Regions from separate parts of the Gossypium hirsutum genome. Here region 1 is linked to region 2. Evidence: chromatin contacts called from public Hi-C data. All regions are on one chromosome and are shown on one strand. The core of a region is the stretch at or near the end of the contact, and the rest is flanking DNA. Distances in the headings are between cores, read along the strand shown. Region 1 has its middle 53 kb from the start of LOC107890249. Region 2 holds the start of LOC107888953 (bromodomain and WD repeat-containing protein 1).

Region 1 (7,421 bases), core at 2,089-4,588, 150 kb before region 2:
GTTTTATGTTGTGATATACCACATCCAGATCTGGAGATCGGGTCGGGCGTGGGTGTTACAGTTGAACTTACCCTTTCAAGTCATCAACCAATCTAGTTATTTCAAATATTCCAATTTCAAACCTTAACATGTCAAACCATTCAAGAGCATGATTACTATTTTCATAGCATCCACCTGACCAAATATGCATCTATAAGTTATATACTATGCCAAACATTCAAATTCAATTATCACCACATTCATCAATTAGTTAACAACTTCAAATCTCAAAGTACATGCTAAAGAACCCTTATATACCACAACCTTAAACCAAAATAAACTTATCACTATTGAATCAGTGATAGTGTGAGCTTTGAAATGATCTGCCTTAACGAGTTGTAAAAGGTGGCAATCTATAAGGGAGAGAAAATAACTAAGGTAAGCACTAAGAATGCTTAGTAAGTTCAAATCAAAGATATTATACTTACCTTATTATTATGCAAGTATAAATGGTACCTTAGTTGTCATTTTTTTTCTAGAACATAGCACTCACATATCAACAAGGTGAGCTTAAACAATGTACAAGATCATCAAATTTTGCATGTTACTTAAGCATACCGATTTATATTACTATCTTATACTTATCACAATGATATATTCAATTAGAGAATCATAAATCTATATCAATCATACATGAATAAGACAATCACTTTTCTCCTCTATAAGTTATATTAATGTTGGATCTGGTGCCTTAAGTGTAGTATATTCGTTTGTAAACTTGTAATTTTTTCAAACATATTGGTTAATAAAATAATTCATGAATTACATTAATATTTTTTTTGTATACTGCCATCATGTGGTTTTTGTATCTAAGCAAAATAGAAGCAAATATTAGCTCAATGGTTGTCTAACGTTTAAACTAATACTAAGCGGTATTACGTGGTTAGATCATAATACAAAAAGACAACTTATGTTAGTAGACGTACCTAAATATTTTCTTAGTCTAATCGGGAATGAGCAATCCAATTGAAAGAATAATATGTCCTCTATCAAGTCCAATTAGGGAGATACTTTTATAATTTAATTAATTGTTAATTAAGCTAAATTAATTAGTTTAGTTTATCCATTAATCACATATAATGGAATATGCCATCATCATCATCCACCAACACCTATTTGAAAATGGTTTTATTAATATTTTGGACCTTTGGTTAATTGTTATTTAGGTCCCTGAACCTTTGGCCAATTTAAAAACTTATAGTGATTAGACTTTTAAATTTAGTCCGTGAGCCTAAATTAACTATTTAATCGACAAATTTGCTCGATAAAATTTTAATATATTTTTATAATATTTCTGTAAATATTCATATTTAATATTTATGGACTCGGCTTATGGGAATGGAGTTCCGAAATCACATTTTTCAGTACCACTAAAAATCTTGCCGTTATAATTTATGTGTTTAAGTAAACTATATAATGATAATGTCTAGAGAATGATATGGTCATTCTTAAATGTCTTTAGTCAAGTATTATTGTGGGTTTAGACAATAATATACTGAACTTACTTGCTATGAAAATGTTTCTTGGATTATTATGTAATAATCATAACATTTCTCATAGTTATAGTTGTTTGTATGATCCTTAGACTTGAGATCATCCCTGTTCCAACATTGTGAGTCATATGCTTTGACACAGTCAAACGTCTTCCGAAAATGGTTGTATTATAAAGGCTGATGTTAGGTGTGCCATAATCTGTATAGTGGAATGTGAGTGATCAAGAAAGGATTTGTCCCTCCTACATAATGGGAGAAATATCTCATGCCTTTGATTGATTGAAACTAGAAATGCATGGTCATGCTCATATGAGTTGACATGAGATTTCACACTTATTTGTTTATCTTGTCTACTCGACAATCAAGAAATAAAAGATTGGGCTATACAAATGTGACTATTCCATGACTTGTGTTTAATCAAAGATATAAATGACAAAAAGATATTCTATATAATATTATCACAGAAGACCACATCGAACCACGACTTCCTATAACTTAGGTAGTAGTGACGCATTTCTAGATGTCATCATTGTTTGTAACATTAGAATTATTTTAATGTTATTGCTAACATTATAGGATTCTATAGAGTCACACCCTTTAGTTGAGACGATCTGAATATAATGAAAATTGAGATTATATTTAATATGTCATAAAAGTTAATTTAATTATAGAAATATTGTAATAATTAAGTTAATTTTATAATGTTAAAATTAATCATAATATATGTATACACTTGATGCTTATGTATAGAGGATTAAATTAAAATAAATGTGAAAATCTATACATATTTGAATTTATAAATATGCCTTTTCGAGTATATTAAATATTATATTTAATAAAATTCGGGTAAGGAGATTATGTTAGGATTTAATTGAAATTGATATCTTCTTATGTAAGGGAGAAAATGAGGTTTAAAAAGATAATACCTTATCTTTCCACTTAGTGGTTAATGGCCATTAAAAGTAGTTTTGAATAAAAAGATAAGTTTAATCTCAATTTCTTTTTACCCAAAATACTATCTTTGACTTGTAACGAAAAGTAGTTTTCTTTCTAAAAGGTTCTGAGAGATTTTCCAATCATGCTTTTTCAAGTGGATCAAGCAGACGTCAAAATTTTACATTGTGGCCGGGGTTGGACATAAACAGAGGAATCACTTTTGTGCCAGTGATGTTTCCAGATTTTAAAGGCATATTTTTGAATTTTTCTTGCACATGAATTCGCGGTTTGTGATTGATGGAAGCTTTTTTTTCCGCTATGCCATACAACATAACGAGGCTCCAACAACGACATCTCATCAAATGTAATCAATTTTTAAAATTTTTTAATTATATGAATCTTTTAAAAGAGTTTTTAGTGAGGTGTCAGACAATATACCAAAGGTATGATATAATGAATTTTAAGTGTTGGTAATGGCTGAAATATATCCGAAATTTCATGCAAACGAAAAACAAGTTTCAACCGAATTTGGTATACGATTTGTTCCATTGGTTCAACCAACAGAAATAAAAACAGAATTTTGATTCGCATTTTGGTGTTTAAATTTCGATTAAAACTAAATTAATTGATCGAATCGATTTAATTCAGTTAATTAGTCGGTTAACCAATTTAATTCAGTCGGAAGTCAGTTAAATTTTTTTTTGAAATTTTGAATAACGATTAATTCAACTCAAAATCAGATAATTAATCGAATTAACCGAACTTAATAATTAATATTATATTAACAATTAACCCACTGTCCACTACCCACTACCCACTACCCACCTAAGCCCCAACCAGCAACCCAATTCAATATAATTTATAAACCCAACCCAATTCTTTAAACTAAAAGTAATTTAATAACTTAATAATAAAACCTAAACATCCTCAAAGCAAAAAAAAAAATAATATCTACAGGCAACCGCCCTTTGAACTAAACATTGTAGTAACCCTAAACTAAAAATTATCTGAAATTCAAATCCCTGAACCCAATAACCCTAAATCTCTAATCCCATCTCCCCAAATTGAAAATCCTCCGAAATCTCCCAAAATCCCTTCTAACGACAATCACCGGCTTCGAGTTCACCTTCACTCACCGCCGTCCAGTCACCATCATCTTCGAGTGACGCCCTAACCCGACAGCCCGAAACATTCATTACCGTCCGACGTCCACCACCACCAAGTCACTAAATCCCCCCTACTTTTCTCTATTGATTGTCTTTGATTTTTATCCTACTCTTCTTTGTTGATTATGTCTGGTTTGAATTGGGTCTTTGCTCTTTTGATTGCTTTAATTGCTTAAAAAAAGAAGCCAAAAAAATAAAACATACCGTTTTAAGGACTTGTTAAAGTCTAGTTCTTGAAGCTTTCCAGGTAGGAAATTCTTCTTCTTGGAAAGGGTTTTAGTGGGTTTTGACAAATCCACAAATAACCCCTATATGAAACGAATAACAAGGCCTGGAATGAACTTTTCAGGTTTGAAACTTACTCCTAACAATGCACTTCACTGTTTCTGCAGCTTCTGATATTGAATAACCACAATCAATTGGCACAAATTAAAAATAAAAAAGAGAAAAAAAAAGCCAAAAGTTAACGAAGTGACTGAAAAGTACCTTGTTAATTCGGTTAATTTTTTAATATATTTTATATTTATTTTAATAAAAAAATTAAAAATATATAAATTTCGATTAATTCTTGATTGAATTAATTAAAATAATTTAGTTTAGTTATTTTTTTAAAAAAAAATCATTCAATTAACTATTAAGAGTTTAAAATTTGGGTAAATTAAAAAATAGTCACTTTTGTTTGTTTCATGTTATATTTTAGTCATTTATATTTGAAATATTACGTTTTAGTCACTTATGTTATTTGTTACAAAGTGATCACTCTTCCGTTAAGTTTCGTTATCTCCTTAATGGTAATCCTACGTGGCAGTCCAACTAGATTTTAAGTGCCAACTTGAATTTTCTAATGGGATGAGAATAGATTTTTTATTAAATAAATTTAATTAATTAAAGATTTTAAACCCTAAATCTTAGTTAAAAAACTATTCATCTCCCCATTTTTTTAGTTTTCTTTTTCAATGACTAAAACAGCTATTATCATCAAAAAAAATTATTCACCTACGAAAACAAAAGAGGATTCAATGGAGGGTCCAGGTATGTCTTCTTCACCGACAAACTTATGTTCTAAAACTTAAAATGAAATGGTTGTCGAAAAATAAGAATATGGTAATCATTTTTGTTCCTAATCATTGTATTTTTAAATTCTTCACGTTCTTGAATAATTAGTTTCTCAATCCGATTTTTTCTGATTTGAATCGGCTTGTTTGTTCACAATCCCTTTGCGGGTATCCCTTTTTTTTATCTGAAATTCTTTTAGTTGTTAATATTCATATCAAGAATTTTAATTTAGGGTTTTCATTAAACAATAAAAAATTCAATCTTTTGTTTTTCAGTATTGAATAAAAGAGATAGATGAATGCAAAGAAAACATACCTGAACCCTCCATTGAATCCATCTTTATGAAGCAGTCAATTTGATTTCAACTATTTTGATCTTAATAATAGTTTTTCCAATCAAATGAAAAAAAAACATTGAAAAAAAAAAGAAGAGACTGAAGAAAAATTAAAAAGAGGAAATGAACAGATTTTTTAGTTAAGATTTAGGTTTAAAAATTTTAATTAATTAAATTTTTAATTAAAAACCTATTTTCATCCCATTTAAAAATCCAAGTTGGCATCTAGAATCTAGTTGGACTGCCATGTAGGATAATCGTTAGAGAGAAAACGGAACTTAACGGTAGAGTGATCACTTCGTAACAAAATAGTAACATAAGTGACTAAAACGTAACATTTCAAACATAAGTGACTAAAATGTAACCTGAAGCAAACAAAAGTGACTATTTTTATAGATTACCCTTAAAATTTTTGATTAATTTTAATTCAAGTTGATTAACTTTAAAGCTTTAATTACACTTATCTGATCCACCTTTTAAAGCGAAGCCTAGCTGCAAATTATAATATTAATATTATATGCATTTGGTGGGCAGTGTTTTACTTCCGGTCTCATCTACCTAGCCAGACTCTGTTTATTTCGTTTTGGATATAGTTCAATGCAAGACAGCCGTTCCCATTTTATTTTATTTTATAAAGAAGTATTTCATTAAAAAACTACAATCAGAAGAGTGAGAAAAAATATACCGTGTAATCATTCATTAATAAAAGAATTATTCAGATTTAACCATTGTTTAATACAATTAGGAGATTGGTTACACCAAATATCTGTATTGCCAACCTCCTAAAGATTTTATCTCATCATTTAGATTATTTAAACTAGATATTAACTCATCATTGTCTACAAAATATTTAATAACTATTGATGAATCATTTTTCACTTTTTTTAAAAAAAAAATTAGATTTGTTTTAGAAGATTCGTCGAGAGTTGACAAATTCTTCAATAATGATCAATATTATGTTAATCAAGTGATATTTATCTTACTTACAAATGTCATATAATGGTATAAGTTCAAATACTATCAAGAGAAAATATCCACATTTTCTTGATCACACTTTAAGAACCTTTTGAAATTTTTTACGAAATTAAAAGATAAAACCCAAAAATAAAATTAAACATAGGACATACAAGCTACAATATCAACCATGGTTGAAAGATCCGTTACTCTAGGCCAACGAAACTTTTAGAAAATTATATCCATGAATTATCCATGTTCTAGTAGCCACGAAAGAAGCATATTAGTCCTACATAATAGCACCAAGCTCCACATGTTCAGCTTTACAAAGCCATGTGCAGGTTTAAGCTACCCAACGGATAAAAAGTTCTCCGTGAAACTTAAGTTCTAATTAATCGAATTAATTAACTAATCCAAATAAATAATATATTATATATCTATGAGATTAAGATTCTATTTGATAAAGTATTAAAAAAAACCCAATCAACTGAAAATTAATATTTTTCTACAAACTATTAAATAGAATTTTTCAAAAAAAATGTTAGAAAATAATAAATTTAATTTAATTATATTAACTTTTATCAAACAATCTATTTAAATTCTATATTTAATTTAATTATTTATTTCTTTTATAAATACATTACCTTTATCAAATAACCTATTTATATTCCATATTTAATTTTAAGTTCTATAATTTAAATTCTAACATTTAATTTTTCTATTCATTAAAGATGGCTAAAGACTATATGCTCAATAGATAAAAACTAGTAGACTTATAAATATTTATAAAATGAGACAAAAAAATGTTAAAAAATAAAAAAAATAACAAAAACAAAAATGGCAATATATATAAAATTTAACAAAATAAAATTTTTGCAGACTGAGTTTAAATTCAGTGGCATTGGCATTGTTGCCAGTATAAGAGGACGTTGGTTCGAGCACATTGAAGCATGTTTATCCTCCTATTTGAGGGTTAGTGAGGTGCTATAAGTAATTCTAAAGATTTGTATAAAATAAAAACTTAATAAAAATTGTCATTCTTTTAAAAAAATTATTTAAAAAAAACAATATTTATATTTTGTTTGTCATGTTTTAAACTTGTTTGGAAAAAAAACCATGTACAACTCGATTAATTTGATTATCAACTGAATTAACTAAAATTAGTTCCGATTTGGTTAATAAGTTACAAAAATTTTTGACTTCATTAACTGTTAAAGATTTCAATTTTTAATTAACTCGATAAACAGTAATTTAATTTGGGTATTAATTGAACTAACCGTTTGAACACCTTTACACATCTCATCCATACAAACATCTCATATCAAGTTGGATGCCACATGTAAATCAAATCTAGTTGGAAGGAGATTATGAAACATCCTCCAACCAAAAATAAGAATTTTACTATGTAATTTAAGCTTCTAGAGGACCTTCCATAGAAACTCA
Region 2 (7,892 bases), core at 4,584-7,083:
GGCTCATTCTTAAGAAGTTGGGATATGGTCTGCATCATTTGCTTTGGCGAATTATTTGGAAACTCCACGTACTTCCTAAAATTCGTATCTTTGCGTAGAGGGTTGGTCATAATGTACTTCCAACAAATGTTAAAATGGCTTCGATTTTTCAAGGTTTCGATCGAACGTACCATCGATATGGTCATAGGGATGAAACTTCTATCCATGCTCTTCGTGATTGCTCTAAGGCTAGTGCGGTTCTTTCTTTTTATGGGCTTGACGAATGCTTGCTTGAGTCTAATTGTGAGAGTTGTATTGATTGGCTTGAGGATGCTACTTGCCTGTTGGATCTTAAGGTATTTGAGAATCTTATCATGGTTTTATGGAATATTTGGAACAACCGTAACAATGCCTTGTTTCGTGGTAAGAAGGATGATGCTCGGATGGTTTGGGAGCAGGTGAGAATATTGAGGGATGAATTTAGGATCTTTAACCCCCGATAAACCCCAAGCTCTCTAGGACCGATAGGTGGATCAAGCCTCCGAATGATTTTGTGAAGATCAATGTTGATGCGGCTATTGTTGTCTCGGCAGTGGGCATTGGGGTTATTGCGTGGGATTGTGACGATTTTGTGCTAGGTGGCCGTGTGATTTATATGGATTATAATATGGATGTTGACTGGACTGAGGCGGAAGCTTTAAGGGAAGGGATTATTTAGGCTTGTAACAACAATGTTACTAGGGCTATATTTGAGACTAATTTACTGGTTTAGTTAATAGGATTAAGTCTCGTTGTAAGGACATTACGATCTATGGCTATCTGTTGAAGGAAATTTTTGGATTGTTGGACTCCTTTATCGGTGTTAAGCTTGAGTGGGTAGATTGTTCGAGCAATAAAGTGACTGATTGTCTTTGTAAATTAGCCGTTAAAAAATGTTGTACCTTCTCTTTTGACATGGAGTATCCTAGCGATATCCATGAGCTTGTTATTGTCAATTCATGTTAATATGAGGTTGTGGCCTTCGAGCCCGTTTTTGATTTGGTCATTACTTATTGAATTTCAAATTTTTAATTTTAACTCAAATAGTAGTAGTTAAGTTCGTTAGATCATATTCTGCTATTAGTTTCATACCATATAAGTTATCGATTTAATCCATGTTCTCTAATTTGATCACTTTTAGTCCATATAATTTTTAAAATTTGAAATTTAAGTCTTCACTCAAACAATAACTATTAAATTTATTAATAAAAATGTTGTAGCTTTTTTAAGTTTTATATAGAAATAGTAGGTCACTCATGTGATAATATGTTCATCGCATTCTAAAAATAACATAATTTAATATCTACCATTGAGTTAAGACTAAAATTTTAAAATTCAAAAAATACAGAAACTAAAAATGATTAAGGGTGGGTTTGGATGGGTGTTGTGTTTATCTGCGGTTAGTGTAAAAATAGTGATGGTGGTGAGATTTGATATTGTAGTGATACTATAGCGTAAGACAAAAAGTAAGTTAAACGCACTGTACCTAATCGCCAAATCCAAACCCACCCTAAATTAGATTATATGAACTAAATCTAAAACTTATCGATAGTATAAGTAATAATATAAAAAAATCTAAAAAAATTAGTATTACTATTTCACTATTTCTAAATTTAACTTGAAGAAGCTTGGAAATAGTATTTTGTTTTCACGATTTTACGAAATATACAAGTAAATAACTCTCAAGTAGTATTGCCTTAAAAAAGAGTTTGATATGAATGTTGTTTATCGATGAAACCTTAAAAAAGATTAAATATGGTATATTATATGCTTTTTAATATAAATTTTCTTTTTAAATTAGATATATTCAATGGATTATATGTAAGAGATCATTTAAAAAAAATAATTAAGGGCAATTAAGAGTAGATTTTTCATCAATTGAGCTATTTAGCTACTAAAAGAAAAAAAATGATAATTAGATTACGGTTTGTAAACTATTAAGACATAATTCAAATTCCCTACACTTTTTTTCAATAATGTTAACCATAAATTAAGCTCTTTAGCCGCTTTTTTTTATTGGCATATAAAAATATTGTGAAATAATTTTTGCATTATTGAAATGTTTAACCTTTTTCTCTTTCATTAATTTCTGATTTCCATAATGTCCACCATTGTTAAGTTTCAAAAGCTTTTGATTTCTGTTCAAATAATATTTCCATTTCATTCAAAAAACCATTTTCTACAAAAAAAAAGAATTATATAAATATATATAATATTTTTTTTAAAAAAAATCAGTTTATGAGTGTAAAAAAATATATTGCAATTTGGGTTAAGCTTGGATTTTGCTTAACATCAACATATAAACAGAAACTATTTATTAACGGAATAGTATTGTAAAAGCTCATGTCTTGCACGGAAAACTCATCTTCCACCATTAAATTATAAAATAAACTGAAAAATTAAATAAAAAATTAAAACATGATTGAGGATATAACAAATATGACGTTAAAATTTAAGAGGTGGGGATTGGTTGATGATGGCAGGAGAGGAAAACCAAAGGGGTTTAAGAGATGTGGGGGTTGGTTGATGGTGGGGATTAGATGCTGGAAAGTGAGGGAAAATTTGGGAGGGGGTTGACAAAAGAAAGAAAGAAGAAAGATGAAGTAGAAGCAACCCCCCTAAAAAAAAGAATAAGGAAAACTAGAAAATAAAAAATAAAATAAAAAGAAAAAAAGGTACAAGAGGACACTACGTGGTAACGTGCGATTGGCCAGCGTTGTCACGTCAGCAAAAAATTAACGGCGTTAGACTTGGGTATCAATTTAGTTGACAGAAAAAAGTTCGGGTACCAATCTGGGAAAAAAAACCATAAAATACCAATTTGGGAGAAGTTGATAAGTTCGAATACTAATTTTATATTTAACCCTTTTTTGAAGTGCTTTTTCACATTAACTTTCCGACCTCAATAGTTAAGGTACCCTAAATCCAAAATCATTAAAAACTTAAAAAAACTTCGGAAAAATAATAGTGAAAATTAGGCATATATGCCATATTTAAAACGAATTTAGCAAATTAGGTTGATTTTTTTCAAATTTAAGAAAATAGGTCAATTTTGAAGAGAGAAACTGATGCGTTGTTGAGAGCACCAAAAATATCCTATTCCCTGTAAAATAATGAAAAAGAACAGTAAAGGGGAAGTAGGGTCGAATCCTCAGGGATCGGATTATACGAATGCTTGTTTCTCGAAATTCTGGGCAGAATCGTGCCCAAAAAAACCTGCGTGGCAGAAAAAAATAAAAATAACAGAATTAAAGATTTGATTTGGAAAAGAATGAAAAACAGAATCTAAAGTTGACTGAAATTATGATTACGAAAATAATAAAAATAATAAAGAGAGTTAAAGGAAAAGAAATTCTTATTGATAAATTCCAGCCTCCAATTGTCTCATTCCGCCTTGGGTTCGATCCTTGGCTTTTAAATGACCCTTCTCAACTCAAGTAAGCCAGTTATAGTGGAAGAGGACGCCTACGACCACCAGCTCCAAAGATTAGACTTACGATTTTTAGGGAACCTGACTCTAGCCAGTAATCTATGCTAGATCAACGCTTCTCAATGGCGAATCCCATGCCATTTTGTCTCTTTGGCTCGCCAACCTCTGACGCAGTAAGTTAACGAACCGACTATCCAATCCTTCCAAAACATACAAAGCGGCCGCCTTTGCATATGCTAAAAAGCTTACTTCTTAAGGGCCATGGACGGAAGCGTCAGCCCGTAGTGCGGAGAAACGATGAATACTTGACTAGAAGGCTAAGTACGGATTCTAGGCCTCAAGAACCCTTTTTGGAGAATATTGACAACTTTCGGCTAGATAGATTTTAGTGGCTCATAATAATGGTGGAAAAAAAATAAATATAAAAATAGAAAAAGGAATTTTATTGAAAGAAAATATGAAGAAACAAAAGCCTAGACTTTCAGGGGGAGAGAAAGATGAATACAAATAGAGTCACTTCACCCCTTATTTATAGTGCTAGGAAGATAGTCTAATTGAACTTAAATTCTAAAAAGATAAATACATTTAATTAAAGATAAATAAAGATAATTGAAATAAAATCCTAAATTTGAATAATCATAATAATTATCTTAATATTTAATTATCCTAATATAAATAAAATGGAGTCTTATAAAATAAAATCTCGTCTTTTTGCGTTTTTAGTCCTTGTGTCGCATATCAGCCCAATGTGTCTCCAAATTCGCACTTTTGTCCCTTAATTTTGCTTTTGCCTCCAAATCAGTTCCTAAAAGATAAAAAGACATAAATAGCTTAAATTAGTAGGATCAAGCTCAGAATAAACACATGATTAATACATAAAAATACGTTATTCTAGAGCATTATCAGAAACTTAACCTCTTACAAGAGGCGTTTTCATCCCATGTTAGTTCAAGATTTTCAACTTCTCCCCCGTGCCACATCAATATAACCGTTTTTGACCTTTTTTTTTTAATTTAAAATTTTTAACCTTTGGATTCCAACTAAAGCATCATATTTAATATTTAAAAATTTGTTGAAAAAAATATATTTACTTGCTTATATGATCTTAATTCAATCATTTGTTTTTATTTTTTGTTTTATAAATTATTTTTAGTGAAAATAATGAAAATAAATTTTTTATTTTCTCAATTTTACATATTTTATTTTTCAAAAATCATTTTTAAAATTTTCAATCGAACATGTTGTCTTTTATATTTTTCATTTTTGAATATTGTAAATAATTGAATTAATTTGAATTAAAATTTATAAGCTTAATCGTTTTTTCCGAAATCAACTTAAATATGTTGGATTTATTTTAGTTTAAGAAAAAAAGAATGTCTCCTTTTCTTATAATAATAAAAAATAATATATATTATATCATAAAAGTTAATAATTAAAAAATAACATCTAATTTAGAATTCAAATCCTAATAACTTTAGTAAATTTTTATGCTAGAAGTTTGCAGTTTAAATTTTCTAAATAAAAATTATATCAACCTTGAATTTGATATATTCAAATGATTTGTTGGGATAAATATTCATCAACTTCGTATCAATGTGTAATTTGATCATAAATTTTAATTTGGTACAATTATATCTATTAAACTTAAATTAGAGTTTGTATGTATATATAAAATTTTAATTTTGATTCAATTGTACACATTTAAAAAAATAAATAGGTACATTTATTTTCATACTAGATTCATTTATTATTTGTATGTACAATATATCAACGTAAAATGATGCTAATTCAATAACGGTGTTAGTGATTTGTGAAAACTGAATCAAATCAAAATTTCATGTAAATAATAGTACAAAATCAAAGTTCATGTATGATATTATACATTGAATTAAAGTTCATTTATAATTTTAATATTTATCCCTTTAAAAATTAATAAAAAAATTAAATTAAAAAAATAAAAATAATTATGCTAATGTGGCAAGAAAGAGAAACTGAAAACGCCAATATTTCCAACAATAGGCATTTTCAGCTATTTTCTTCAAAATCAATCTATTTCCCTAAATTAGAAAAAAATCAGCCTAATTTGCTAGCTTCGTTTTAAAAGTGGTACATATGGCTAATTTTCCCAAAATTCTACAGGTAACAGGAGCTGCAATTAAGACAAAAACCAAAGCCAATAGGGTCCCACTGATTTGTGGGCTTGTCATCTTTTAAGTACAAACAAGCGCACCTCAAATAGCCAGAAAAACCAAAAACCCAGCCCAGCGGAGCCCATAAAACGGCGCCGCTTTCTCAGAGATATCGTCAAAACACGCGCTACCTTTCACGCGCGTAAGTGAGCATCGTAAAAGATATAAAAACGCTGCGTTGAATCCTCGGTTCTCTCATCTTCTTTGTTTTCTCTTCCTCCTTTTATCTCGAGAAATCCCTTCGTTTATTTTTTCTCTCTCTTAAACCCCCAAACAGAAAAACACAAACACACAGAAGCTACCTTCCTAGAATTTTCAAAATAAATATTCGTCATTTCGCGCGTGTCCCTCACTCGCTATCTTCCTTTCGAAATTTTCTCCATTGTTATTGAAATTAAAATTTTAGCTATTATTTTTTCTTCACTCGATCCCCATTCCCACTTTAAATCCTTCCTTTTAAGTTGAAGAAGATAACACTGAAACCTCCAAAACGCGTCGTTTTGCTCCTGAAAAGAATCTTATGCATTGAAGGTAATCTTTCTTATATACCACTTCTTGTTTTTCTATATTTTTTCCTTGTTATTTTTTTTCAAAATTCAATTTATTTTAGTTATTTTGGCTGCAAGTTCTTTGTGCGTGCATCGCACTGAATGTCGAATTTGGTAGTTTTTTTTGGTTTTCTTTTTTAGTTAAGAATTTATTGTTATTGATTGTTAGCAGTGGAAATCTTTTGAATTTAGGGTTTTTGATCTGTTCTTGTTGTTGCGGGCCTTTGCATTGTGGATTTCCAAATGCGCGGTAGAGATTTTCGTGTTTCCGGTGACTGCCCATCCGGTTAATCCACCTGGTACGCTCTGAAGGTATTTTTGCGAATTTTAAATGTTTATGCTTTGATATTGAACGAATTTGAAGTGAATTCCTAAATTGAGGTATCTATTGAGAGAAGCTGAAAGTCACTTTGCTGTTATATTTTGTATATGTTCAACTTGGGGTTTGGAGGGTTTTCGTGTTTGTGCTGAGATCTTAGGTTTTCCCTCTTCTAGATTTTTTACAGTAGTTTTGCGTTGGACTGAAAGGATGGTTTGGTTATAAATGTCATTGCAGTTTTGTTTTTGATGTATTGTTTCCATGTGTGAATAAGATCGAACTTATCGCATGTTATTCTGTTGATTTTATTATTCTAATGTGCAGGTTATATGGCTCTCCAGAAATATGTTCCCTCCAGTGATTCTCCTTCTGTTAGGATGAAGCCATTGAGTTTTTCCACTAAGGTGCGAGCTCAACTTGCAGATGGAGAGACAGATGATTCTAAGAAGCATAACGTAGATGTTGATCTCAGGGAAGTTTACTTTTTGATTATGCATTTCCTTTCAACTGGTCCTTGTAAAAGAACATGTGGACAGTTTTGGAATGAATTGCTTGAAAATCAACTTCTACCTAGAAGGTATCATGCTTGGTATTCAAGGAAAGGGGAAGATAGTGGTCATGAAAATGATGATGGCTTGTCATTCCCTTTAAGTTATGCTCAGTTGGTGGAGAGGTATGATATTAGCTTTTAGTTTTGTTTAACGTGATCATAAGATGTCTATTGAATAGCACATAAGATGTCTATTGAATAGCAGGCTATGTGTATGGTGTTTCAAATGACAAAGGCAACTTATTTTATAACTAAGTAGCAACAGACACTTTATGAGTTTCATGCAGCATTTTATGAAAAAGTTTGACTTGTTTCTTGTGCCATTTATGCTTTTGTAGGAATCCTCACATTGAAAAAGATCACTTGATAAAGCTTTTGAAGCAGTTGTTATTAACTGCACCCTCCCAATCCAAAGACAAAAGTGCAAGACACACTCCAAATGCTGCTGATGTCCCCACTCTTTTAGGAACGGGGCCCTTTTCTCTTTTGAGCTGTAGGTGGCTTTTTTTCAGCCATGAAACATATTCCTTTGCGCTTTAAACTTGGAACTTTATTAGAACAAAAATATCAAGTCCTCATTATTTTTTGGTTTTTGAGATACTACTTCAATGGATTATAAAAGAACTTCTCTTGCCCATTCTTCCAATTTTCTTTTCAGGAATTTTATTCTGCCTCAAATTTTAAGTTATTCTTAAATTTGATTTTCATCTTCTCTCAGATGATGACAACAAAGGAAAAAGTGAAGCCAAACGTCCTCCTGTTCATATGCGTTGGCCTCATATGCATGCAGATCAGGTTCGTGGGCTGGGTTTAAGGGAAATTGGGGGTGGTTTCACAA

Evidence for each region. Hi-C and Micro-C count contacts between places; a contact is called where the count stands out from the background.
Region 1: a contact with region 2 is called in a Hi-C map of leaf, with 2.0 times the contacts expected there. The contact joins the enhancer-like site here to the promoter of LOC107888953 in region 2. A contact is called at or near these places in 11 of 34 Hi-C or Micro-C datasets (cotyledon, hypocotyl, leaf and 2 more).

The regions. Positions count from the first base shown.
Region 1 is chrA09:57,270,303-57,277,723 of Gossypium_hirsutum_v2.1, reverse strand. No RefSeq gene overlaps it. Among protein-coding and RNA genes, the nearest start is that of LOC107890249, 53 kb to the left of the region's middle. Within about 2 kb of position 3,338, at least 8 of the 9 cell types and tissues checked have an H3K27ac peak or open chromatin away from gene starts, as enhancers often do. A contact at or near this core is called in cotyledon, hypocotyl, leaf and 1 more, where this site is marked.
Region 2 is chrA09:57,117,396-57,125,287 of Gossypium_hirsutum_v2.1, reverse strand. LOC107888953 (bromodomain and WD repeat-containing protein 1) reads left to right here and starts at 5,833. Exons shown (of 25, transcript XM_041077734.1): 1 at 5,833-6,168; 2 at 6,378-6,497; 3 at 6,829-7,177; 4 at 7,393-7,547; 5 at 7,773-7,892. The coding sequence starts at 6,834.